2 separate regions of the Mus musculus genome follow, and region 2 is linked to region 1. The links are chromatin contacts, called in public Hi-C maps. All regions are on one chromosome and are shown on one strand. The core of a region is the stretch at or near the end of the contact, and the rest is flanking DNA. Distances in the headings are between cores, read along the strand shown.

Region 1 (5,677 bases), core at 796-3,295:
TATTGGAAGTTGCTCATCTCTTTTTAGAATAACATAGCTAGGTTTTGCAAACTACAAAGATGGGGGTTTTGCACAGATCCCTCCTTGCTGCCCACACTATTCCTCTGGGGTGCCATACTTTCGTTTTCACTATTCAAGCAAACCAGAAAGGAGCCCAAGCAAAGCTGTTTCTCACTCTGGCATGTTGTTATTGTTGTTGTGGTGGTGGTGGTCTATGAAATTTGTCCAGTGGTCGGACAACAGAATCCCCATTAGATTCCCCAACAGATAACCCAGCTTCAAACAGGGAAATTGGTGTAGGCAGTTCAAGATCCCAGATCCCTGTGTTGAGCCAGTTTTTGGTTTTCCCAACCCTGCCAGGCAGGGGAGCTGCCCTCCCCACCTCTACAGCTTCCTGCAATCCCATCTCTGGTCACAGTCTTTCCCGGGCTGAGCCAGAGAGGGGAAAGTGCCTTGGTGCTGAAATATCTCATGAAGTTTCGAAAGGAGAGATCCTTACGGAGACAATAGATCCCAGAGAAAAGTCTCTAACGTTAAGTTTGTGCGTCCTATACAGGGATGGGGGAATCACTGTCCTGAGCAGCGAGCTCTAGACTCAGCCTGAGAGCACTACTCAGAAATAGCAGAGCATAATTGGTCTTCTGCGGAAAGGTTGCAGTGTAAGTGGAACTTGAAATGGCTTTACAAAACGGAACATGTAAGAAAAACAAAAAGAACAAAAACAAAAATCAGCATATGTCCTGGAAGAAGCTGGATATAAAAACCTGGTTCCCTTTGAATTAACGTGTTCCAAGTCTGGTAGCCCAGACCCCAGCAGGCTTGAAGTTTCTGACTGCGCAGCCGCTCTCCCAGTATCTGTCCCAGGACACACCAGTCCCAAACACGATGACACACCTGTCAGGGCTGCGAGGGAGGAAGTGCCTGCTCCAGGACATTCCTCCAATGTCCGCACTAGCACCACTCCACCTCTGCCCATTTGTCCAGTTGCGACCACCTTAGCTCAAAGGCGTAGTCCTCTGGAGTGGAATTCATTTCACCCCAAATCTGCGCTCCTGAAAAGTGAACTGAGCCTCCCACGCGGGGTTTCTGCCACCTATAAGTGGCCAGTCCCCAAGCCTAGCCTCTGGCCCTCGCCCCTTATCAACTTCTCTTTGCTTCAGCAAGGCTGATCAACCATTACTTTCTGCTCCAAAGTCCCTGGCGTAAAGTGAGACTTTGGGGAGCCTCGGTGAATGCGCTTCTCCCCCAGCGCGCTAGACCCAAGGGCTCCTTTTCATTAAGGCAATAAAGTTCAATTTGCCCGGCTCCTTCTATGCCAGAGGAGACTTTTCAATGCACCGAGTTCTCCGTCCCAGCGCGCTCAAAACATCCTGTTCATTCCAGCCCGGATCCTTGAAGGACATCAGTCTACATAAAGGGGACCTACTCCTCTCCTTTCAAAGTGCCCCAAACCTCGTGCGTGTGCGCGCGCACACTCATACCCACACTCTCTCACACACAATGCCATCCACGCGCTGTCAAAGTCTGTCACTGCCTAAGCCAGAAGGCAGGAGCTGAAGCCGCACCGGCGCGAGCATCAGCCTGGCCAGGCAGCAGAACTCGCTGTCTAGGTCCCAAACATCCTTGTCCGGATGCTCCGGCCACTAGGAGCTTGTAAGCACCCCAAGATTACAAGGCGGTCTGGAGAGCCGCACCTTACCCGCGGGACGCGCCGTCTCTGGCCGTTCTGCTGGCCCGCGGGCCACAGGGACGCTGCAGCCGGGGTCCCGAAGATGCTTATTCTCCGCTGCCGCTGCCCGGATCCCTGGCGCCAGCATCACTTCTCCCCCGCCTCCGCCTCCTCGTGCTCAGCTCGCGCGCCCGCCCCTCCCGGCGGCCTCCTGCAAGCCCCGCGGTGCTGGCAGCGCGCGGTGGACGGCGGCGGAGGCGGCAGCGGCGCCCGCGCGGGCTCGCTCAGCTGCACCAGCCGAGCAGCCGCGGCGGCAGCCGGAGCACCGGAGCCGGGTTGCGCTTCCCCGGCGACGGTTCTGGCCTCGGCGACTGACAACGCCCGGCAGCCAATCGCCGCCTCGCCCCGCGCGGCGGGGGGAGACCAATCAGAGCGGAAGGCCCAAGGTTTGCCTCCGCCTTTGCTCAGCAGGCTTGTTTCCGGGAGAGGATGCTGCTGGGGTGTGGGATGGAGGGGGAGGCAGGGCTGGGGCGACGGGTGGGGGACTTGGGCCCCGAAGCCCAAGCCCAAGACACAGGGAAGAAGCCCGGCCCACAAATGTGGACCCCGGGCGCTTTTTGTCTACCCTCGAAGAGCATCTTGGCATGACCCGACACTCCCGGGTAACTGTCCCCAGAGCCTTGGCACGGAGGTTCAGTGTCCTGGCATCACTATGCAGAGGTCTTGGGACCCGAGTAGAAGCGGCGCTACTGGAGAGCGAATCCCTGGAGGTGGTCGCCGCCTTGAAGGAAGCAAGCAAAGTCACCAGACAGCGCCCCCGTCCTTCTAGGTTTGGCAGCTGAAAAGTGGTACCTCCACTAGTGATCAGCCTGGAGATGTCCAAGGAAGGAGATACATTGAGGAACGTTTTTCAAAGTTCCTTGCAGAGTGGACCTTTCATGTTTGCTCTCCATAGAAACGTCAACCCCGCAGAACAACCACTACGGGAAAATAACCAAACAAAACCAAAGGAAACCAAACAGTGACTGTGTGAGCAGGCTAGTTAATTACCTAGCCCTTGCACGTTGGTTTTATTTACTCATATGGAGAGCATCAAGCCTAACTGATCCAAGAGGTTTTGCTTTAAGAGTTCGTGTGCGAATGTGACTGAACATTAAGTGACAATGTTTGATAGGAAACGGAAACAGAAACCTTTCTTGCCTGTCCTAATCTTTCCCTCAAACACTAATAATCTTTCCTTGTAGAGTATTTTAATTTTCCAGTGCAGTTATGCCAAAATCGCCATCAAAACAGCCCAGAGGACTACTTAAAAGCTTCCGCACTTAATTTCTAGAAACAAGGAAAACAAAATTAAAACTGTTTACACAAAGGCTTGTAGAAGAAAGGGACAGTCTCCAAATGACCCTTGTTCTCCAATGGAGACAGTAAAAGTCACCTCACAATGCTTTTTGTGAGTGTTTTTAAAAGAAAAAAATCATAGCTACATCATTTTCTGATAAAAATGACTTTGTTACTCGGTATGATCCTTTCTTTTTATTTCTATGCTGTTATTCATGTTGCTAGTTATTAAGGGGCTCGATTGTTTTTGCAATCAACACCACTCTTTTCTTCATTTACCTTTTTAGAAAGGAAGAGAGGGAGGGAGAGAGGGAGGGAAGGGAGAAAAATAAGAGAGAAGAAAGAGGGAGAGAGAGAGAGAGAGAGAGAGAGAGAGAGACAGACAGACAGACAGACAGACAGACAGACAGAGTGAGAATTATTATTTGATTTCCAGAACAAGCCATGCACAAACTTCTTGGACTTGTTACCATTTAGAAAAAGAAGATGCTCACTACGCAACAGACTTGCCTACTATTACCACGTTTTCAGTATAGAGAATATTCAGACCTTTGCTGTTTTCTGTGCCTTCCTCCTCTTCAGCCAGTTGACCCATCTTGCTAGGCCATCCCTTTCCAAACTGGCTGTGCTGACAGTAATCCCATTTCTTTACAGTTAAAAGCTGACATGTAGACCCTATTCCTTTGGTTTCTTTTTAATATGACGGTCTTGACATGGCTTCTCGTTTAAAATATATATATATATATATATATATATATATATATATATATATATATATATGTGTGTGTGTGTGTGTGTGTGTGTGTGTGTGTATAAACACATACATATATATACATGTATACACACATACACACATATATATATATATAGAGAGAGAGAGAGAGAGAGAGAAGTACATATATGTGTTCCTATTGCATAAAAAAAAAAAAACAGTATCTTCACAGACTATCCAAGGAACAAACCATGTAAGAAGGAAGCTCAGGAAAGAAAAGTAAACGTGTAATATATTCAAAAATGTGGAGGGAAGAGTTAATCTCTGAAAAAATAAACAGATCTTAAAGTTAGAAAGTCCAAAAGCAATAAGAAGCTGGTGAGAAAGCGCAGAAGGAAAATCGCATACCTCTAAGCCTGACCATCCCATCTCAACCCAGAGACCCACGTGTTAGGAGAGAACTCATCCTCTCTAGGGTACACTTCCACACCCACAACCCCACACATGAACACAGAAAATTAAAAGTACAAAAGTGCATTTGTTACAAAAGCAGTTACCATTTAGAAAAATCTCTAACAAAAAGGTAAGATTGAAGAGAACCTCAATTTTTTTAAAGGGATTTTTGGTGATAGAAAGAGGTAGGTGATTTAGGACCTTGCAAGCAGAAATGTACAGACAGCCCATGTAATTTTTATAAGTACTTTATATCTTACCAAATATGTGATTTTACAGTTTGTGTGTTATCTCATATTTTGTATCTTCTAGCCCTGTATAAGTTTTGCATAGCATAGTATTAGTGAATAAGTCAATCAAGTAATTCTGAACAAATGAAAGGCTTAAAGAGAATCAACAGCCAGGTGTACATAACACTAATATCTATCATTAGTGCTTTCTGCATTTAGCTTGGAATAAAACAAGAATTCAGAATTAACACTTGACAGGAAGAATTGTGAAAAATTTAAGATCGAGGAAGCCTTTTTATTTTAAGGATAAAGAAGAAAAAGAAAAGATAACATTCTACACAGCTAAAAATACTGTGTGTTTGGTGCTAGAATTCTCTGCACTTCTATGAGAACCAGCATAGGAGGCATAGAAAGGCCAATGTTTTTTGATTTTTAATGAATTGTTTATATTTAAATGAAAACTGTTTTAGGGCAATTTGTTTGTTTTTAGTTCCTAATTACATATGTCTGATTTTTTTCTCCCTGTTATTAAAGGAAGGTGTTTCTTTTTATTTAAAGGGATAAAGATTCACGTAATCAAAAAGTACGTCAAGAAATTATATATTAATTAATGCAGCCAATCTATCAGGGTCAGTTGGAATGAAAGCAAGAAACTAAACAAGGAGAGAAATCTGTCCACTTCTACCCCTGACTCTGTCAGTATGAATAATCTCAGGGCAGTCATTAAACCCCCACTCAGCAATCCTTATCTTAAAATAGAGATTAAAAACAAATCAAACTTGTGGCTGCCTCTCTCGGATTTGAAGCTTAACTTGTAATTAGGGCTACAAGTTATGAAAGGTTTCTGGGAAAGGCCATTGTGAAAAGGTAGAGAACATGGATTTAATAATGACATTACCCTCTCTCAAATGTGAAGTAATTTAATTCTCACTGTAGCTGTTCCTCATGGGTGGGAAATATCTATTTCGGCACATTATTGTACTGAGTTCTGAAGAGGCTCTTTTTGCCAAAGCTCTGATAGGTTGGTTATCAAGTACACTATGCTTTCTGTGCTGATGTTACTGGCAGGATTTTTCCTGTACTTTCTTCCCTGTGACATATTCAGTACAATTAGCATCTGAGCCTTTCACGTCTCCATCATTATAAAGGATAACACTTGTTTCATTATCTTTGAAAAATTATTCTTTTCATGAACTTATTTTCCCCAATCAATATAATTAATTACATGCTGCCAAGCATAAAGACCCTCATATTTAAAGCTAAAAATGCTTAGAA
Region 2 (5,984 bases), core at 796-3,295, 450 kb before region 1:
CTTCTTGTTCCTTCATGACGTTATTAACTCTTACATTTTGACTCGGAAAATACAAGGCTGTTCTCTGTGGGCCAGGCACAGTGTTGAGTGCTTTAGGTACAAATCCGGGTATTGTAGCATTTTCTAAACAACGGGCTGTTGGCCTTCTGTTCCAGTTCACTACAAAACGCCGGCATGTGTGGCAGAACTCATTCCTTGGATGTGAGGGTCAAATGCGTTGCCCCCAGATTTAGGTTTGAACCACCTTTCTATACTTGTGCATCAATGGCATGGAGCCTGGTGGAAACTTATGTGTCATGGGTGAAGAACCCTTAAAAATAAATTGATATTTTCTTAAAGGACCCAGTTTGGCCTCCTTCCTCACATGCATGACCAATCTTCAGATTGCTGCCATGATATAAAGCACAAGACCCTAACAAGATGAATCATCTTGATTTCCCCCCTAATTGCCAGAGCCCTGTGCCTGAACAAGCTTCTTTCCTCTATAAACTACCAGGCTTCATGCATTCCTTCCCATTTTCTGCTCTTTACCAAACCATACTTTACACATAAGAAACTGGAGGAAATAGGAGCATGGAGTGTTAAAACCAGTCGGCAGTGAATAGCATATCTATGACAAAAAAAAAAAAAAAAAAAAAAAAAAAAAAAAAAAAAAAGAAGAAGAAGAAGAAAGAAAGAAGAAAAAGAGAGAATGTTCAAACTGGCCACACCTAAGGCAGAGGCCCAGCCCACAACTAGGTGACCATACAGAAAACATCTTTAGAGAGCTTACTCTTTCATTTTAACATTTAGAGCTTAGGCTGCCTTGGAAAAGCTGTCTTACACACATAAACCTGCTTCTTTGACAGAGTAGCCTAAGTAAGGAGACCTGTTAGCCCAGTTGAACCGCATTCAGAAATACAAAGAAGACATCCATATCAAGATAAAAATTAAAACCAAACAGAAAACAAAATAAGAGACCAACAACGAGATCACCAAGCATTGTGCTGAAGGAGAGACACTAGAAGACGTGATGTCATGGGATTTGGGGGCAGAGAAGGCAGTAGTGAGGGAGTGGGGGAGTCAGCAAAATCACAGAGAATGCTGGGTGATATTTTGGCCTACAGAAATGCCAGAGGGCCCTCACTATGACATTTTTTTTAAAAGAAGCACCAGGTTGTGAGACCTTAGAGGTATACCTTGAATGTCCTCATTTCCTTCATGTCCCCACCTGTGTCCTATTACTAACATCACCTTAGAACATCCCTAAGCCAGATGATGAACCACAGAAGAGTGGAGGCTTGGAGTTAAAATTTGGGAATAAAACCTGTATGGTCCTGTTGATGCATAATCTAGCATGGCAGATTGAGATACACAGGGTGAATATAAGGTAGGATTATGTGTGCTGATACAGGCTGGGCTCTGTCGCAGTGCTGGCTCACAGGGACTCCTGGGAAGTAATTTCCTGCTCTCTTTATGGCTTTATCTGACAGAGCTGGAAGGAGGGAAGAGAGAGGAATAGACTGAACATAAACGGGAAGCCAAAAAAGCAAGCAAGAAAGAGAGACAAAACCTATCACAGTTCTCCTCTTATTTGAATTAGCATATTTCAGCAATTGCCTGCCCTGCTAAAAGAGAAGTTAACCTTATTTTCTTAATATCATATTCAGCAAAAAACCATCCCTGCGTATTTTGAGCTCCGTAGAGAAAGGGACAAGCAGCAAGCTAGTTGTAGCAGAGAATAACGGGAAGGGAGCCCCTAGCAGCTCCTACATCCAGAGCTGGAGTCAGGGAGTGCCCTCTTCCCTGTGGGAACAGAATCATGGTATGACTGAAGGCTGGCTTTGTAAGGCACATCCCGAATGCTCACGAGCCAACTACACTATCTGATGAGAAGGCAACTTGGAAATCAAGTCAAATCAACCCCAGGCTGACCTCTGGATACACAAGGCCTAGCTGGGAAAGAAGCCCTTGTCTTTTTCAGATTGCAATCAGTCTTGTGCTAAGATTATGAGGGAGATGGTCACAACCTTCCATATGACTAATCACTCATCTTTTCCCAGCATGTGACTAATCTACTGGAAGAAACCTGACATCACCGACGAGCAGCATGGAGAAGTAATATATCTTTAGACCTATGATCGTGGGGACAACAGAGCTGGCTTAGAATTTAATGATCCTGTCTGGGTGGGCAGGCTAAGATGCTGTTCACACAACCTGTTATTACACTCAACTGAACAGGCCTCTGACTTCTTTCCATCTAATGATAGCTCCACTTGGCGAATGCTCTAGTGTGCCAGGCTCCTTCAACATAAATTCTTCCTCATCACTTCCTCTGAGGGAGTGGATGGTAATAACTGTTGTTAGTTCATGTTACAGACGGGAAGGATGCTTGAGAGAACAAGGACTTTGTCGTAAGCAAGATGGCTGAGGGGTGCTGAAACGATGGGACCTGAACCTACTGATTTGGGTCTGAGAAGACCCTCTGTTTACTCTTCTCATCCACTGTGCTCTGACATTAGAAAAAGACATTTTCCACTCTCACAAAGAGAGCAGAAAGGAGGCCATGAGCATGAGTTTCTGCAGTAAGTGCAGTGAATTGCCTCTTCCTTCCAGATGAATTCTGATCAAGAGTTCCTTGGGCATCCACGCAGTTTCTTTCCTTTCTGCCTCGTAAATTCCACAATGATTACGCCTTTCTCTCTCTGCAGAGATTCTCTGGTTGAATACATCAGCAGAGAGCAGTGGTGTGAAATGTTTTCTTCTACTGCCCCCCCCCCCATAGGTGGTGAGTCACCTGCTAATTCAGTTTCCAGCAAAACAATGCATATTTCAAATCCCTTTTCTGTGCCACTGAAGACTGCCATTTTAGAGAGCTGCATCAAAATGAAGTAGAGATGAATACCACGTGGAACAGCACTGATCACAGCCTATCACTGAGAAACACCATTCTGTGTAAACTAGCATGGCTTACTACTAGCACGTGGTATGGACATGTACACTCAACATGAATACTTGTCTACAGGAGCCAATCCATTTCTTTGTAATAGCCAGAACTAGACTTGGAAGCATTCCGTGTGCTCAAATGTTTGCCCCTTTGCCCCTTCAAGGCTCTGTCCATGACAATGATAGTGGTGGTCTCCCTGACTTCCCTGTTGGTGCCTTTAAGCTGTGCAAAATCGAAAAAACATAGAGGTGAAATTGTAGAAGTGGATGGTCTAAATGTGAGCAGGGTCCCTGCAAAGAGCCTCAGAGAAGATCCCTATGCCTAGCCTATGGATAATCTCCTTTTGTCTGGAAAAACAAGAATATGTAGGTTCCTATAGTAGCATGATGTCACACGGACTGCCACAGTAGTAGTTGAGACTATTGAAAGATTATCGGTGTCCTCCAAAAGATAAATATTTCTTGAAATGTTATGGCCAAATCTGTTAAGAAATCTTTATATCTATATCTATATCCATAGCCATAAATGTATGGATACATATCTAATATATATCTATATATCTAATATATATACATGCATATATATGCATACATGCATATATATATGTACATATGGAGAGAGAGAGAGAGAGGGAGAGAGAGAGAGAAAGAGAGAGAGTCCAGATAACTACATTTAGAAACTACATTAGAAATACGAGTTTTGAGCATAGGAATGGAGAATATGGGGACACAAAATTCTCCAGAAGGAAAGAGAGTGACAGAAGAAGAGGTCCAGGGAGATGGCAATAGAATGAATAGAAGAAATAATGCAATTTTGATCTCAAAATGCTGCCCTTGTCCTGCTGGATGCAGGAAAGAAGGAAAGAAGGAAAGAAGGAAAGAAGGAAAGAAGGAAAGAAAGAAAGTCTACGCTGTGGACTTGTAGTGATTTGGGTGAGGTAGGTAACAAGGTAAGGTCCCCAGCCATACAAATATTTCTTTTTATCCCTTTCCTCTCTTTCAGAAGGATTTCTGGCATGCTGAATCAGAGGCTTGATATCAGCTCTGATTTTTAGCTATTTTAAGCCTCTTAACTTTCTGGTCCTTTTTCTTAGATTCAAAAGCAGGTTGCATCTATTGTGTTTTTTCTTTCTCAAACCCCCATCAATAAGCCTCCTGGTACATGAACTATTGAGTGTAAATACAGAATCACAGACTCTCCTTAACCTCTGAGTGGAAAGTGTCAGAGGATGAAGTTCTGGGAATCTCTTTTAAATAAACTCCCCAGGTTAGACTAATGCAGACATAAGAGACTTTGGCTGCAGCATAACCTTATTCTGGGTCATAAAACCTTCACTTTTCAATTTTATTGACCTATAGAATCTAGAAATCAAGTAACATAAAAAAGTTATGAGCCCAAGTATCAGGGTGCTTCTGAAAATGTACTGTAAGCAGTAAGAGACTTGATAATCGTTCATCACAGACACTTGCTCTGGAATATGGTCTTACACGTGGCAGGCTTTTTTCCTGTCTGAAATCTGATTTCCATAGAAGATCAATAAGAGAATACGTTGCCAATATGGTAACCATTTATTCTTTGATTTTTTTTACTAAAACCCTGCTCTAAGCAATTGGCATTTGAAACAAATCATTCCTCCAGCAGCCATAATCATACTTTATTGCCTTTGTTCTCAAGTATTCATTTCATTTCCAATCTCCTATTGTATAAAGCAGGCACAGAACTTTTGGAATCTAGTTTATCATAGTGCAAATGGAGTGGAGACGAAAAGCGAATGGGAGCTGGGGGAATCTGCCTCAGCCCCGCAGCCAAGACCCTTTCTCTAGGAGACCTCACACTGGTCTCTCTAGGAGACCCCACACTGGTCTGTGGTGAGACAGTTGAATAAACACTGCCACAGAGAGTCCAACTTTCAGAAGCTTGCTGACCCACTTTGCTTACAATGAAACCAGTGGTTTATCTGAAACCCAGACAAAGCATTTAGGAAGTGAATTCACATTTCCTCAAGAAGAGAAAATGGTTGGGGTTTGGAGCCTGTCTGGGCAGAGGCCTGCATGGTTTGGTGCCTGACTCTCTCTCTGCATGGACTCTTGAGAGGTTCGTACTTTTCAAATCCAGCTATGCTGTTGCAATTGTTTTTCCAGATTCTCCGTCTAACCCTCCAGAGTGGTCTGCATGCAGAGCCAAGTTTGAACAGGTATTTACGTGGCTATTGTTTTCTCACCAGAATCAGCTGGTAGGTAGCTGACCTAACATGGAACTTAGGCACATTCATCGAAGTTTGTCACTGTTCACGTCGTCCGGGAAAGTCAGCACTGTGCGACTTAAGTGTCACTGTGGCTCATGTCAGTTTGATTGGCTCAGACTGGGTTCCTCTGCAGTTACAGCTCTACTCCCAAGAGGAGTTGCTAAAGATGCAGGGGACATTCTATCCCAGGGTGTCCAAGTACTATGAAATTCTAAGACAAAGGTTTTCTTTTCTTTGTCTTTGGAGCATCTTTTCGCCTGGCCTATGTTCATTTCTTAGAACAGCGGTGTAGTTTTTCTGCCAGGCAAATCTTACTCAGAGAAGCAACTAAGTGGGATGTGGGAAGGGAAGAGTTATTCTCCATTCACAGTAGAGCCTGCACTACATTAAACAAATAAACAAACAAACAAATCAGATGTATCTCTTTTGCAAAATCGCCAACGAATTATATATAAATGGTATAACAGTCATACACACAGGTTTTCTTGTGCCTGTAAAAGGCCTTTGTAGGCTCCTCCTCAAGCACTCACTTTTTTATTTGTCAGAAATTGTAGAAATGACTTTGGCATTTGAATATATGTATTTGCATATGGAATGCACACACACAACAACACACACACAACACACACAACACACACACACACACACACACACACACACACACGGTTAAAAGTGCTGCTCCTTTCACTGGAAATCATCCTATACTGAAACAACTCATGAAGACATGAAACGCCCACTGCACATCATACCTATTTGGCTCTCATCCGTTCCCTCTTTTAGTCCCAAAAATGATTCTGTTTCCAAGTTAAATTT

The links. Hi-C and Micro-C count contacts between places; a contact is called where the count stands out from the background.
Region 2: a Hi-C map of the N1E-115 cell line shows a contact between it and region 1, with 2.6 times the contacts expected there. The contact joins the enhancer-like site here to the promoter of B3galt1 in region 1. A contact is called at or near these places in 3 of 484 Hi-C or Micro-C datasets (the N1E-115 cell line, cerebral cortex and embryonic fibroblasts) and 4 of 115 datasets of contacts at active chromatin or transcription factors (the 230-238 cell line, embryonic forebrain, embryonic midbrain and 1 more).

The regions. Positions count from the first base shown.
Region 1 is chr2:67,562,057-67,567,733 of GRCm38.p6, reverse strand. It overlaps B3galt1 (UDP-Gal:betaGlcNAc beta 1,3-galactosyltransferase, polypeptide 1), which reads right to left and starts at 2,045. Exons shown (of 6, transcript NM_001379327.1): 1 at 1,700-2,045.
Region 2 is chr2:68,008,267-68,014,250 of GRCm38.p6, reverse strand. The region is part of intron 4 of B3galt1 (UDP-Gal:betaGlcNAc beta 1,3-galactosyltransferase, polypeptide 1); the gene reads right to left. Among named protein-coding and RNA genes, the nearest start is that of Mir6335, 230 kb to the right of the region's middle. Within about 2 kb of position 2,045, at least 5 of the 459 cell types and tissues checked have an H3K27ac peak or open chromatin away from gene starts, as enhancers often do. A contact at or near this core is called in the N1E-115 cell line, where this site is marked.